Linked DNA regions of Arachis hypogaea: region 2 is linked to region 1. Evidence: chromatin contacts called from public Hi-C data. All regions are on one chromosome and are shown on one strand. The core of a region is the stretch at or near the end of the contact, and the rest is flanking DNA. Distances in the headings are between cores, read along the strand shown. Region 1 has its middle 10 kb from the start of LOC112720688. Region 2 has its middle 32 kb from the start of LOC112725639.

Region 1 (7,756 bases), core at 1,468-3,967:
AGCGGAGATCCGAAGTTCAAGTTACGTCCCATCAAAGTATGTCCAAAAACCACATTTTCATTCAAAACCACAATGTGCCATTTTCAAAACATCCCAATTTCATCCCTTTTTGAAATTAACCAAATCATACCAATTTCAACCCTTTTTGAAATCAAGGAAAGTATGCCAAAAATCAACTCAAGCCTCTTCAACTCACACATTAACACTTTACCAAAATTCTCAAAACCACCATTTAACCATTTTAACACTTCTCAACCAAATGGCTAAAGGACAAACACAATAACATGTCATACATCCTTCCTCATCCCAATTTCCAATAATACCATTTTCAATCAACCATAATTATGCATAATCAATATCATACTCATCATCAACATGGTTCTACCCACAAAATTCAACCTCAATCATTCATCAAGCATATATCACAACATGCATTTTCTCATAGATCACACCATCAAGGCATCAATATTCATAATCACATATATGACCACATCATATATCTCAATCATTCAACAAAATCAACAATTCAATGCCTATCTTAGGGCCTTTAGCCTAAGTATTTCCTACCACATTACATTTTAAATACGAGAAACCGAGACCATACCTTAGCCGATTTTCTAAGCTCAACCGGAGCACTTCCAAATCACTTGTGCACAAGCTCTCAAGGTCTCAACACCTCAAAGAATAGATTTTTATCACCAAAAATCCCTTTTCAAGCTTTTCAAAGTCTCAATCAAGCTCCAATATCCACATATACGCAACCTAAGCCACAATCATCATACCCATACACAACATCTCAATACCCAAACATCATAGAACAACAATTTACACTAGAGTTGAGAATCTTATCACACCCAAGGTATAAGAAGACAAGATTAACCTTCTCCTTCAAGAGAGTTGGGTCCTATAACATTAAAGAGCCCAAAATCTCAATATTTTTGCTCATGAAACTTAAAAACAAGGGCTGAAATTCGAAGAACAAAACGTGGCTTACCTCAAAATTGATTGTATGAGTTTTGTAGAGCTCTCCACGGTGAATGCGTGACCGCAAACGGTGCGGCAATCAGAGCTCTAGATCAAAAGTTATGGTGGTTTGAAGATCAGAGGAAAGATAGAACTTGAGAGAGTGTTCTTCCCCTCCCCCCCGACCTCCATTTCAGCGTGTTTCTTGAGTGTAGTGAGGAGAGAGAGTGCTGAAATGAGTGTATTAGGTTTAGTTTAGTTGGGCCAAGGGCCCAATATGGGTCTGGTTGGTCCGGTTTGGCCCGTTCGTCCAATCTTGGTCTGATTTTTATAAAATTGGTACCGAAATTTTCGTCTCAATCTCCTCTATCATATTAAGCCATAAAAATCACATTTTTGGCTTTCTAGAATAAATTCTCATTTATGGATTAATTAGCCGTTAATTACCGGATTTTACAGTAATCATAAACCGTGAGGTGTACATCAAATGCTCATTGTTGTACGGGGATGTCAAGCACCCTAGAAGCTTAGTGATATAGTGAAAATCTCCAACACCTTCTTGAGGAGGACTGGATATAGATAAAGAGATTATGCCGAACCAGAATATATCACTATTTGCAATCTCTCTAAACTCAATATATTTTGTTTTCATCATTATTTACATTAGAATGCCACGATATGGCAAAAACAACCCCTTAATAAAAAAGAAAACTAGGATAGATAAAATAATTACAGAGAATGTCGAGAATTAGTAAGAATGAGTCAAAACTAAATTTAAATTTAACACTTGTAAAAAATAATGGTAAAAAAATTGGCGACAGTTTGAAAGGATAGCGGCAGTTCTACTAGCAGTTTAGCTTCTGCTATAAAATTATATAATTTAGTAGCGGTTTAGAGGTCTCAATTGTTGCAAATTAATTTATTGAATCAATCTGATGAAAATTGTGGTAAATCTTAATTTCTAGCTTAAAAGATTCGGTTGTCCAACTGCCAGTAAGAATTTTTATGGTGGTTTAAAATCACTACAATTCTCACAATAAATCACCGCTATTTGATTTTCTTGTAGAATTTTTAAATTTTAAATAAAAATTAAAAAAAATTGAGTATGTATATAGATAAAATATAAGATTGTTAATAACAAGATTGTAAATAGAAGATGGATAAATAATGAATAAAAATTAATTTTTGATTTAAATAATAAGTATTAATTAATAAGTAAAATTAAAAAATAACTCTTTGGCAATTATTAAAATAACTTGTAAAAATATTTTTGAGTGGGACTAATGAAAGTCGCAAATATTTTAAACCATCTAACCTGAAGCCATTTAACATTATTGTAATAATAATATAAATGATATTGTCGTCCATCAGAATCTTAAAAAACTTGTTCTTCAATATAAAAAATATAAAAAATTGTTTTTTTTTCTCTACAAAACTTATACATGTATCGAAATGAATGACTATAATTAAGTGTTAACTTTGTATTTATTACATGTGAATCGTTTTTTTAAATAGCAAGAAAAACGAACTTATCTAATAAACATATGCTGGAAAACAAATTATTTTTTAATTTATCTAATTGCATTCGCCATTTCCAACGAAATCTAATTCTGCATTAGAAAAAAAAAAAAATCAGTTGTCAACATCAGACCAAGTTTCATCCCTTCCCTTCTTTGCTTTCGTTTTAAACAAGATAAGGGCTAATTACTCTCTATATAAAATGGGGTATGGTTTAAATTAGCTACAAAATTAATTTCCGTAGGTATATTGTGTCCAAGATACATATACAGGGGAGACACACGGACCCACATCACATTCAATCCAAATATCCAATATTTAAAAGTTTATATATATTAATCTTTTAGTTAACGTACTACTCTGGCGCATATGCATGCTTTTTTATTTTTCAAATCTTATTTTACAAATGGCAGTATAGATTTAGTTTTTAGTATAACTTTTTCTTTTCTCAATTTTTCTATAAATACAAGGGCTAAATAAAGCTCAATAATTTATGTTATAATAGAATGCATCAAAGTTCTAAAAATCGAGTCCGTTATTGATTCAGTAAAATTAGAAATTTAATCATAAATTAGGTTAAACTGAAATTTAACCGAATTGAATTGAATATAATAAAATATTTATATATAAAATATATATTTTTTAAAAAAATTATATTTTTATTTTAAATTGATTAACCGCAAAAAATCGAATTAATTTATTGGTTTTTAATCAATTTTTAAATTTTTAACTAGTTCGTTGACAATCAATTTTTATTTTAAATCGAATTGATTTGACAGTCTATTTTTTATTAATCCAATAAAATTAATCGATTTAATCTACTTCTTATAATCATAATATACATATAGTTTATTAAGATTATTTAAGAGAGTCCAACAACAATATCAATGAGTTATAACTCAAATAACTTAGTCTCCGTCTCTTCATATTCATCTAAGAAGTTGTGAATTCGAGTCTCTCTATCTTTTGTAATAATAAAAAAAAAGAGTCCAACAACAACCCTAATTATTAGGGATACATAATCACAACTTGTTCAATCCTAAATGTAGAGTAAAATTACACAAGAAAATCAACATACATTATATATATGATTTTGCTAATAAATAATATAAAAATACTTATTAAAATATTGAAAATAAAATTTCATTCAATACACGCACTAAAAATTAGGGGTTAGCACGGGTCAGGTTGGTTCAAGTTTAAGCTTAAATTAAAACCGAATTAATTGAATTGTAATTGGTCGATTTGTATTTTTTTTGTGTATATCCGAACCAAACCAAATCGATTAAAAACGGATTGGTTCGGTTTAGGTAATTGGGTACCCGATAAAACAGAAATTCATAAAACAAAATAAAAAAATAAAATTTTTATCTTAAAAATTCTGTAAATACAATAAACATGTAACACTAATAGAAATAATCCAAACATGTTAAACACCAAATACATTAAAACTGTTGTGGACCCAACCTCTAGATCCTACACCTGGTGCAGCCCCGAACTCGGCTACCCGGGTTCGGCCCACTTCGTCTTTCTAGAAGGCTCAAACCGGCCCCTACAATCTCCAACCAACATTCGAATTCAAATACCTCCCTTATCTTAGTCAAATAAGATAAGATAAAATAATCACCATCACCTATATAAAACGGAGTCCCAGGCCTCTTCAGGTACGTCACTCATTCCTCGCACATATACCTCTCAGACCTATTCTGACTTGAGCGTCGGAATGTCTTTGCAGATACCATCCTCCATTGCTCCAGTCAGACGATCCGACCACCGTTCCGACCCGCAAGTCTCTTATCCATCTCACAACGCGTACTGGAGACATCCAATACAAAAACTAAACACATTAAAATCCAAACATATTAAACACTAAAGATATTAAAATCCAAACATATTAAAAGGAATATATATTTTTTAAATTTTTATTTTTTTTATTTAATTAATATATAGTTAGGTCTACGGATTAGTTCGGATTCCGCACTCCCAAAATCATTATTCGAATTAATTGCTAGAGAGAATCATTGATTTAGTTCAAGTTGAACTCGATTACCCATTAGTTCCAGAGCTAATTTAATTAGTTCAATTTGGATTCGAACGGATAATTGGATACCCGCAAACAGTGCTCACCCTACTAAAAACTTGATGTATTTTAGATTTTTAAGAACAAAACTTTAAAGTAGATGTTTTTACGGTTAGTCAAATCCACATATATATATTAACTTCACGATGTTTCAGAAAGGATTTTTATAAATAAAAAATTTAAATATAATTTAAAAATTTTATTAATATATCATCTAACGTTTATTTAAGTATGTTAATGAATTAAGGATTTTTTTTTTTAAATATTAGAATTAAATAAAGTACTATATAAATTTGAGTAAGTCAAAACTAAATGAGAAATAATTTTAGAATTAAGCTTCGTGATATGATTATCTTAGAAATTAAGTAGCTACTTCTTCAGAAACGAGTTCGTGCAAGACTGTGTCCATCAAAAGACAACTAGTTACCTAAGAAGCAAGACTTTGCACATATAAGAACCTTGATCATTTTACTTCTACTTGCAAAACTAATAAAATGAAAAAAATCAATTATCTCAGAAAAGTATCACAACTTTTAATATTTAAATTTAAAGCATACTAAAGAAACTAAATCTTTTAAAAAAGTATTTTCTCACAAAAAAAAAGACATGAAAAAATATTATCAAATATTCTTAGTTTATGTTGTAATACAATTTGAGTCAAAAATTATATCTTAAAAAAACTATTTACAAATAATATTTTTTAAACTTTTTTGTAGTACAATTCTAAAATTATTGGAAATTAAAAATAAGTATTTTAACTCGAATTAATATATACCACTTGTGTATTATTAAAAATAAGTTATTTTTTATCGTTATATTTATTTTATCAGTTGATAAATTATTTATAATTTAATTTTAAAAGATGCACACACATATATTAATCATATTTACAAAGAAAAAGTCTAGGAGACTATCAGTTTGGTTGAATTTTGGCCAGCATGTAACCAGCAGAGAAATGTGAGTCATTGGATGAAATCTTACACCAATCACACACCATTAAATTATTATTGATGACTATTTGATGGCTACCAATCACAAAAGTTACTGGCCCTAACATTGCTCATTTACAAATACCATGCAATATTTTTTTCATTAAGGTTACAAAGATTTGAAGGATCTATTATTAGTATCGGTGTTGTTTCTTTTTCTAGGGGATGCTGGCAGTTATATTTGTGTTTGAACTTAAAAAGTTTCTTCAATACTTTATCTTTGTAATTTCTCGTGTATAGCGTATACCCTTTAAAAATTAAAGGATAAATTATACCTTACTCATGTATTATTGAATAATGGGTTTTTTTTTTTTTTTTTGGTGACTATTGAATAATGGGTTTAATCGTACACGTATTAACGCAAGAAATAAGTAAATTCTCTCACTTTATCCTTTTAAATGAGAAAAAATAGAGAGGATTCAATTTCTCTCTGAATATATTATTTGATGAATATAAATTTTAATATATTAACATTATAAAGTATTTGTATTTTATATAGTTATGTAATTATATTTATTTTTTAGATAATTATTCATACATTTAATATAAAATATAATAATTTTTATTAATGTGATGTTATATAATTAAATACATGTATAAAATTATTTTATATTAATTATACAAAGATATAACTATTTAAAAAAAATTTCTTTCCATTTAAATTTTTAGAAAAAGTAATTTTTTTATATATATAAAAATTTGTATGACCTAAAAATTTAAAGTTTGATATTTATTATTTGTTGAACAAAAAAAATAAGACAAATAAAAAACATAAAATAAAATTAAAATTTAATTTGATATATAATTATTTATGTATCTCTTCTTATCAGTTTAAATTTAAAAAAAATAATTGTATAACAAATTAAATTTTAAATAATTAATTTATTATATCATTTTAATTATTTTAAAATCATAAAATTTGAGAAATACTTGCATAAATCTTAAAATATATTTAACGCATTTCTCAAAACTTATTTTTATGTGTTAAAAAGTGTAAAAAACAAACATATTATATAAATAAAGTTAGATAGAAGTGATTTTAAAACCAAATTCGTTTATTGTATATTTCTTTAACGTCTTTGTTGTCTTCTTATGTGCACTTCTTTTTTTTTTTTCTTATTTTTTTTATTATTATTATCTTCTTCTTTTTTTATATATATTCATCATTAAATTTATTGAATACAGAAATTTTGATATACAACACACAAAATTTTAAAGAATCACACGCTTAAAATATTAACTTTCAATCAACAAAATACACACTATATATAAATTTTAGTGCACAACACAAATATTTTTAAAGGTTTATATGTCTAAAATATTAACACCCTACTAACAAAATACGCATTTTACACAAATTTTTGTTGGACCAACTATGGAAAGCTCTCAACCCATCGAAGAGATTTTAGAAAGGAATCAAGCAAGAAAACATAAGATGAGATGACACCATATCTAACTCAAAACCTTAAGGTTTTGAGGTAAATGTGGTGTCTTCTCATCTTATTTTGTATTATTATCTTTTGTGGTTCATCAATTAATATGCAAAATGCGTCTACTTACTTTATTTGCAGAATAAATAGATCCCTAACCTTTTGTATTATTAATATATAAAAAAAACATATTTATATTATTAACGTGGACAAAAAATCAGAGACATATTTATCTTTTTCTCTAAAATAAAACATAATTAACTAATTCAATATATATATATATATATATATATATATATATATATATATATATTAAGAACAATGAAATAGAGGGATTAAAATATCAAACCAACATGCATAAATGCAAAATACAATGGATGGTTCAATAAATACGTCATATTTTCCTATGTAATAATATGAAAATCCATATAAAAAAGATCAGCCTCAAAAAGAAAACAGCGGGCGCGGTGTTGAATTATGCAGTTATACCAGTCTGATGACTCATCTTTTTCTCTCTTATTAATTATTATTATTATTGGGGTTAGGGGTAGGGGCACCGGGAGGGATTTTTTTATTTTTAAATTAGTTAAACATTTTATTTAGTGAAATGTACAGCGCTTAAAAGTTAAAACGTTTATCATTTTAAATATAAAGAATAGAAGATAAATAAGCACGATGTATCTAAGATGTGTAATACCTTAAAAAAATGATTTCGGTGCATCTGAAATACATACAAAAAAAATTTAATTCAATATACTGGAGATAAATTATTCATT
Region 2 (7,756 bases), core at 3,377-5,876, 38 kb before region 1:
TAAAATAATTTAAATCGACAAGTGCACCGAGTCACATCAAGTAATACCACGGTAAGTGAGTTATCAGTTCCATGAGGATTAATGGATTAAGCAAGCAATGATCAAGTGATTATTCTAGTTAGACAATTCAAATTTGTAACATGAGAATTGAGAGAAAGTTTTCAAACTTGATTTCATGGATCCACTTTTCCAAGTGATCATAAAACTCAAATTGGATCTAAATTATCTTCTGATAGATTTAGATCCTTGATGAAGAACAAAAACTCTTTCTAAAGAAATAATGAAAGAAGAATTGAAGATGAAGAATCAAATATATTAATCCATTGAATTGCAATAGAAAATTACAATTAGCTATTAATAGCTTAAAAAATTACAAAATGAGTATGAAAGTGAATGAGAAGAGGAGAAGAGAGAAAATGGAATTGAAGAAGAGAGGAAGAGAGTCTGAAGACCTCTCCTCCCAAAAAGTGTGTTGTGAGACTCTCTCAACCTCTATTTATAACCTATCCTAAATTACAAATTCAAATGAAATTCAAATTACATTCAAATTCACTTTCTAACTATTGATCCTTCTTCCTTCTCAGGTATGAACTCATCATCGTTGTCATCGTCAGAGGAACCACTTTTGTGGCTATTGGCAACGTACTCTTCGTCAGACTCCTCATGCTCAACGTCCATGTCATGGACTGGACTAGCACAGTGCAATAGCCATGGTGCGAGCGGAGGGTCATCCAGTACAAAATTTGGGCCACCAGCACCAGCACCACCAACATCACGAACCTCCGCAGAAAGCTTCATCACTTGTTCAACCAAAATTCTGTCGTGCATGTCAAACATGAGGCGCACATGCTCATCGCCATCGAGTCAAAATAGACGAAACCGAAATACATCATTCTCCATCGATGGTAGTATCCTATACCCAACTCTACCAACCTCTTTTCTCTCATCATTGCCGACGTGCGTCAATATCATACTCTTTAACTCGGACGCCAAATTTGCTCTTCGAGTTCGGAATAGTACAGAACTCTCACACTCAAATATAACCTCGCTGTCACTGTTTCTCATCTGACAGTTGAGATACACCATCACAACAAAGAAACCACCCTCACTAGACATTTTTGCTAAGTTTTTCAAAGAAAAACGAAAGACAAAAAAGATCTGAGAGACTTCTGTGGAATACCAATGGTTTTCTGGTCCTTTTATAAGGGTATATTTTTGTCCTATTCTATCTTGTTTACTGTGTAAATATTTTTTCGTTCTCACGTATCTCGTTTACACTGTAAATGAGATACCTTTGGTTATATCTTGTTTACAGTATAAACGAGATATGACTAAAAAGCTATTTCCCACGTATCACGTTTGTAAACATGCATGATACATTATCACGTGTTTATGTCTTGAGATATGGTTAAACTTATCTTGTTTACACTGTAAACGAGATAAGATACTTGATGAAAATCGATAAATATTTTTAAATTAACGTATATTCGTAATTAAAATATTTATTTTATTTATTTAAAAAAATTTCAGAAAGTGTAGGATGACTTTTTTTTAATAATAAAATGTTTTTTCTGTCAAAAAAAAAATAGTTGTATTTGTTATGTATTTGTCTTAGTACTATTTTGTTTTGGTTTGTTGCAACTTAGAACTGTACTCTCACTTTTTAATTTGTTGGAGGTATGCGTGCTTCAAATTATATTAAAAAAAAATTACAAACTACTATGCAATTACATTCGTCTTTGATGAGAATTTACGGTAAATTATACTTCAATCTTTAAAAATATTTATGAAATAACACTTTAATCATTTTCATCAACAATTATTCAAATTTTAATAATTCAATCTACTATATATAAGTATAAAGGTAATGATGTATATGTACATTTAAATGCTAAGTACATCGCATAAAAATTCAGATAAACCAAGAATGCAATCATGTTGTTAAAATTAAAACTAGTGCATATTATATACCACCAAGTGATAACTAAGGATACAATTAAAATTGGATAATTGTTTATAACTGATGGTAATAAATTAAATATGTCTGTCCAATATTAAGATTTTATTAGGAGCAAATATTTTGACTTAGAAGAGGAATATAGAAAAAAGAAATTTGGGTCTGATTAATTTCTCTATATAGCTGCATATTGTATTCTATGGGCTAACTACAATCTCTATTCTTGATGATACACACAACAGCGAGCAAAACATAAACTTTTTTTTTTGTTTCTAAGAAAAACTTTAGGTTAATAGTCAAATTAGTTTTTAAAAGATAAGATATTTTTTAAATTAGTCTTTGAAAGATTTTTTTAATCAAATTGGTCCTATAAAAATTACGAATTAATTATATCTGTCTTTCAGTTATTCCACCATTCATAATTTTTTCAATGATTGATGATGTGAAATGTTAACTGATAGCATACGTAACACATAACATGTTTAATCAGACGTTAACTAAATATATTTACGAAAATCTATTAATTTAGTCACTAGGTCATATTAGGAATAGGATTTTTATAATTGGAGAAAATGACTAAATTAATAAATCTTTATAAACATATTTGGTCAATATCCAATTAGATATATTAAGTTTTATATATGTTATGAATTAACATTTTACAACATCAATCATTGAAAAAAATTGTTAATAGAGTGATTGGAGGACAAATATGATTAATTTGTAATCTTTGAAGAATCCATTTAATTGAAAAAAAAAAAAATTCAGAGATAAATTTAAAGAATGTTTCATTTTTTAAGGACTAATTTGACTATTAACCCAAAAACTTTAATTCTTGCTAGCTAAGGATAATGAAAGCCACCATAATAATTATTTCCATATGAGAACAATTAGGATTCATAATTATGCCAATAATACAAGCTTTGAACCTTACAGGATATTTCCAAAAAGAAGCCAACAAAAGTGAAGCTATAACTCGTGATCATAAATGAACCCATGTCAGCAAAAATGTGGTTCTCAATCAAAGTGGAAAAAATAAATAAAGAAAAGGAAAGGAATAAGTTGGAACCAAGGGCCTAAAAAGAGGGATATCAAAATATGGTGAGGAACTATCTAATAAATTCAACAAACAAGGTGGGACTCTCCATTATTTGTTTAGCCATGGACACAAGGACAATGACATTAGGTGGTTTTTGAATTCTGGGGGCTTGCTAGAATGATCAGAAAATACGAGAGAGAGAGAGAGAGAGAGAGAGAGAGAGAGAGAGAGAGAGAGAGAGAGAGAGAGAGAGAGAGAGAGAGAGAGAGAGAGAGAGAGAGAGAGAGAGAGAGAGAGAGAGAGAGAGAGAGAGAGAGAGAGAGAGAGAGAGAGAGAGAGAGAGTTCATGGACAACGAAAACTAAGAATGCAAGGAGACAAAGATATCTATGGTGCGATTATGTGGGACTTTCCACTACCTCACCAAGATGGAAAAGTAAAAGATATATATGATCTTTGTTTTTGTGTAGTGTTGAGGTGTTCATACTTGGAGAAATGTTATATATCAATTGTCAAGTGTTATTTGTATAATTAAGGATTGTTTCTAATTATAAAAATTTAAACACTAACAATACAAATAATAAAAGATGTAAGCTAATTCAATATCCATTTAAATTTTGATAATTTTATTGAAGTAACCCAATATTTAATGGATATCAAATTAGTGGATATTTTTATGATTGAAATGATCAATATTTAGATCTTTCATAATGAAAATAATAATTTATTATTTTTTGAATTTATATTATTTTTATAGATTTATCAAATTGACACAATTTTGTTTTTGTGAGATTATTCCATATATATAAAAGACTTCACATTTTATTTGTAAATAGATAAATGTCTAACCAATTTGAGTTGGTTTAATATTTAACTCATCTATCTTTTAAATAAATGTTAGAAAGTTCGAATTCTATTTTGTTTATATGATAATTATTTATTAGTCAATAATAAATTCTTAAATTAAATTTTTATCTGCAGCAAATTAATTTTTAATTTTTTGGACTTAAAAATATTATAAAAAAATTTAGAAAAAATAGATAAATGTCTTGGTTGATATAAAGTTTTAAATTTTGGTTGAAATTTTGATGTACGATTGTTGATATTGTAATTTCTGTGATGTGGATTGCTATTGTGTTTGTGGCTTTTTCTGTGTTTCTAGCATGGATGAGTTTATTGCGGCGAAAAATTCATTATCGACTATTGGCATTTTGTACGGTCAAATTAACTGAATAAGTATTATACTGAATTTGTATCCCGGTTTGATGTAGTAGGCTAGTTGCCAAATTGGATGTACAACATATTTCTATATATTAAATAAAATTTTACAATTATCTTTTCACACAAAATACAAAGATATGCTAAAATTGTAAATATAAACGAACTACTATATATTACCAAAAGCATATTAGAACACATTTAATTTTGATTGTCCCATATTTCATTTTCTAAACTGATTATTTATCCAATATCATTGAATTTCTGTTTGGAGATATTCTCCTCCAAATGCAATATTATATATATCATAAATAAATAATAAAATCTAGCTTTGGTATTATTCTGAGTGTTGGGGAGTGTATGTGTGTATAGTAATTATCTTCTCTTGATTCCACGTCTTTGTAATGCTGACAATTTGAAATGCTTGATATGATATGGATAAGTTAGATGAAGACGTGGGTTAATTGAGTTCATGGGACCAATCATCTACGAAGGTCTTAAAGTAGGTGGAGGAACTTCCCATGAACCCCATCTCAATTTTTGTAAGTCAAAATGAAATTAAATATCTTTGACAATACTACTCCAAGCCCCGTGCAACTGCACGAAATCATATATATACTCTATTTCAAGAAATAAGTTGAAAAATCTCCGTAATATTTACATCTGAGAATGTTAATTGAAATACATTTCTGTATGTATACAGAATTAATGATATGAATAAATGAATAATACAATTAATATTGATAATAATTAAAACAAAACAAATTAATTATAAACATAAAATCTATTAATTAAGGCAGTTTTATTTTTTATGTTCAGTACATATTTATTACAATATATATTAGAAATTTTATTTTTGTTTGGTTTGTGAAAATAGGATATTCTTATATAAAATTTTTAACTAAAGTAATGGATCAACCCAGACTTAATGATAATAATCAGAATCTTGATCATACAAATTATAAAAGAGAATAACTTTCACAATGCTGAGTAACATGATATTCCCATTAAAAAAATTCAAATCTCTATAATAGTTCTCAAAAAATAAAATGATAAAAGATAACATTTAAAATACATTGTTCAACACCAAAATAAGAAATTCTTCAATAAAAAAAATACTTAACCACAAAAGAGATTTTATGATTAACAGAACTTTAATTTCTTTAATAAAATAACTAATTTGCATATTAAGAGACAGCGCCCGACTTGTTCCAATGCCAAGGTGCTGCTGGCCGAGTTCTTCGTGAGGAGATGGAAGGTGGTACCTGTAAGAGACTCTGATGCTTAAGTTAGCAAGGACTTTAAGCAGGTTTTAATAGATTAGAACGTGTGTATACCCAAAGAGTATCAGTGTATTTATAGTAGAGCTGATAATCACTTTTTTGGAGTAGTTCATTGGTGGATGACCGCTCCTTTTATCTTGGGAGTTTGTTTGGATTTATCTTTAAGAAAGATAGAGATAGTAGGAGAGATTCGGGGAGACAGTTACTTGTAAGCACTTATCCGTTCTCTTTCAATGTGTCCGACCTCTTAAAAGATGTTAGGTATGTGGTAAAGGCCATCCTTTTTGGGTGGGCCTTTCTTCTTTATTAAGCCTGACTTTATGTTTTGGAATAGAGTATGAACAGTTTTCCTGCTTGAGTCCGAGCTTTCAAGAGGTCGGGCTCAAGCAATTTAAGACCTCAGCTTCGTCATCGGGTGCCCCTACTTTCATGAGGTCGGGTACTCGACGTATTTCAAATTTTTTAGCATTACTGTATTAAATGAGGGGCAAGCTTTGCGCGGCAGTTTTCTTGGAATCCGCGCATAGCTATAAAGAAGGGTATGGAATTACCTTTTTTGCCCCTTCTCCTTTATAAAACCTTGCTCCTCTTCTTCTTCCTTTTCTCATTTCTGAAAGTGCTTCATTTGCTCCCTTCATCGCAAAGACTCTCTTTTGTTCGTTTCGCAATCGTTTTTCATTTTTCAAGATTTTCTTTATCTTGGTTTCTTTGGAAGAGTTATTTGGCAAAGAGGATCCTCCGTGATTTGCTGTTTGACGTGCCCTTCCTTTTTTCGAATCTCATCAACGTTGGTGTCTTGTTTTACTTTTGCCAGTAATCGTGTACTCTATTGTCATGCAGTTGTTCTGAATGGTCCCTGAATAGTAGCGTTGACATTGGGGTTTTACTTTTTTTGTTGTCAATACTTGTGCTTTAGGTTTTCTTTGATGGCTTGTTTAACTGTTGTTGCCTTGTTTATTGCTAAAAAATCCTTTTCCTTTTGAACCGTTTTTCTGATCAAGATTACTATTGAATGTTTGGCTGCATTTCTAAAAATTTTGAGGGACTGTAGCCGTTTGTGAATATTGATTTTGTTTGTGTTTCCCCTAATGTTTGTGATTGTAATTGTCAACATGTCATTAAAGGTCCCGCCTTCTTTGTTATCTTGGGTAGATAGTATTGTCTTTCTTTCTGTTCTCGTAGTTGACTAAGAGTACATTGATATTTTCCGTAGACACTATAGAATATGTGAAAGTCGGGAAGATGAGCAGAATTATGAATTAATGGTGCCAGATCCTGAGGAGAGAGTGTGTTTTCCTCCTTTAGACAACTCGGAATGCCCCTTTGTATATGCATATGATTGCTTCTTTAAAAAATCAAGCATTAAACTTCCTTTTTTTCTGACTTTGAGACAAATTTCCTCTAGTCTTGTAATGTCACTCCTACCCAGCTTCACCCAAATTCTTGGTCTTTCCTCAAAATGTACCAATTTTTGTGCAAGGAACTCGATATTCGGCCTTCTCTCAATGTCTTTTTTCACCTTTTTGTTTTGACCAAATCCAGGTCTTCGAAAGGGAAGTTGTCTTGGTTTTTCTTTCGCGTTGTTCAGGGTAGAAAGGTTTTTTTCATCTTTGATGAATCTTTTTATGACTTCAAAAACTATTTTTTCAAAGTCTGAGTTGTAGAGGGTGTCCGACCTTTCTGTCTGGATGAGAATGACGAACCTTCCTTTCTATTATATTGGCAAGAAAAACCCATGATAGCCAAGTATAATGTAGATACCCTAGACAAACTTGAGAAGTGTAAGTTAAACGTGTTGGAAGACTGTTGGGTTTAGGCTCCTAACTTGGATACTAAAAAGTTCTTAGGGGACTCCAGTCTGCTTCAGTCCAAGCTAGGTAGCTTTTAGACCTTTGGCTTTATGGTTCTTGGTTGTAATTTGTTTAACTAAGGTGTCCATTTTGTTTTTATTTTTAGAGACAATGGCTCTAACATCTGCAGTGATGAAACAACTGCGCCAAACTCGGAAAACTATCGTGGCCTGTAGTATTAAGGAAAAAGAGACCGGGGATGCTTCTGCCCGATCTTTCCCAAGGAAGTCGGACTCAAGTTCTTCAGCTCAAAAGAAGATCATTCCCACTCCATCAAGTCGATTGGTCTCTCTTGACCCGCCTCCAGAGAGCTCGGTTGCTCCTCTTTCTCCTTCGTCTTCAGAACCTTCCCCAAAGAAACAAAAGACTGCTGTAGAGGGGAGCATTTACGATAAAAGCTTGACGGGATC

What was found. A called contact is a pair of places that touch in the nucleus more often than the background predicts.
Region 2: a contact with region 1 is called in a Hi-C map of leaf, with 2.0 times the contacts expected there. The contact joins two enhancer-like sites. A contact is called at or near these places in 2 of 8 Hi-C or Micro-C datasets (both in leaf).

The regions. Positions count from the first base shown.
Region 1 is chr11:36,335,007-36,342,762 of arahy.Tifrunner.gnm2.J5K5, reverse strand. No RefSeq gene overlaps it. Among protein-coding and RNA genes, the nearest start is that of LOC112720688, 10 kb to the right of the region's middle. Within about 2 kb of position 2,717, at least 1 of the 3 cell types and tissues checked has open chromatin away from gene starts, as enhancers often do.
Region 2 is chr11:36,374,716-36,382,471 of arahy.Tifrunner.gnm2.J5K5, reverse strand. No RefSeq gene overlaps it. Among protein-coding and RNA genes, the nearest start is that of LOC112725639, 32 kb to the left of the region's middle. Within about 2 kb of position 4,626, at least 1 of the 3 cell types and tissues checked has open chromatin away from gene starts, as enhancers often do.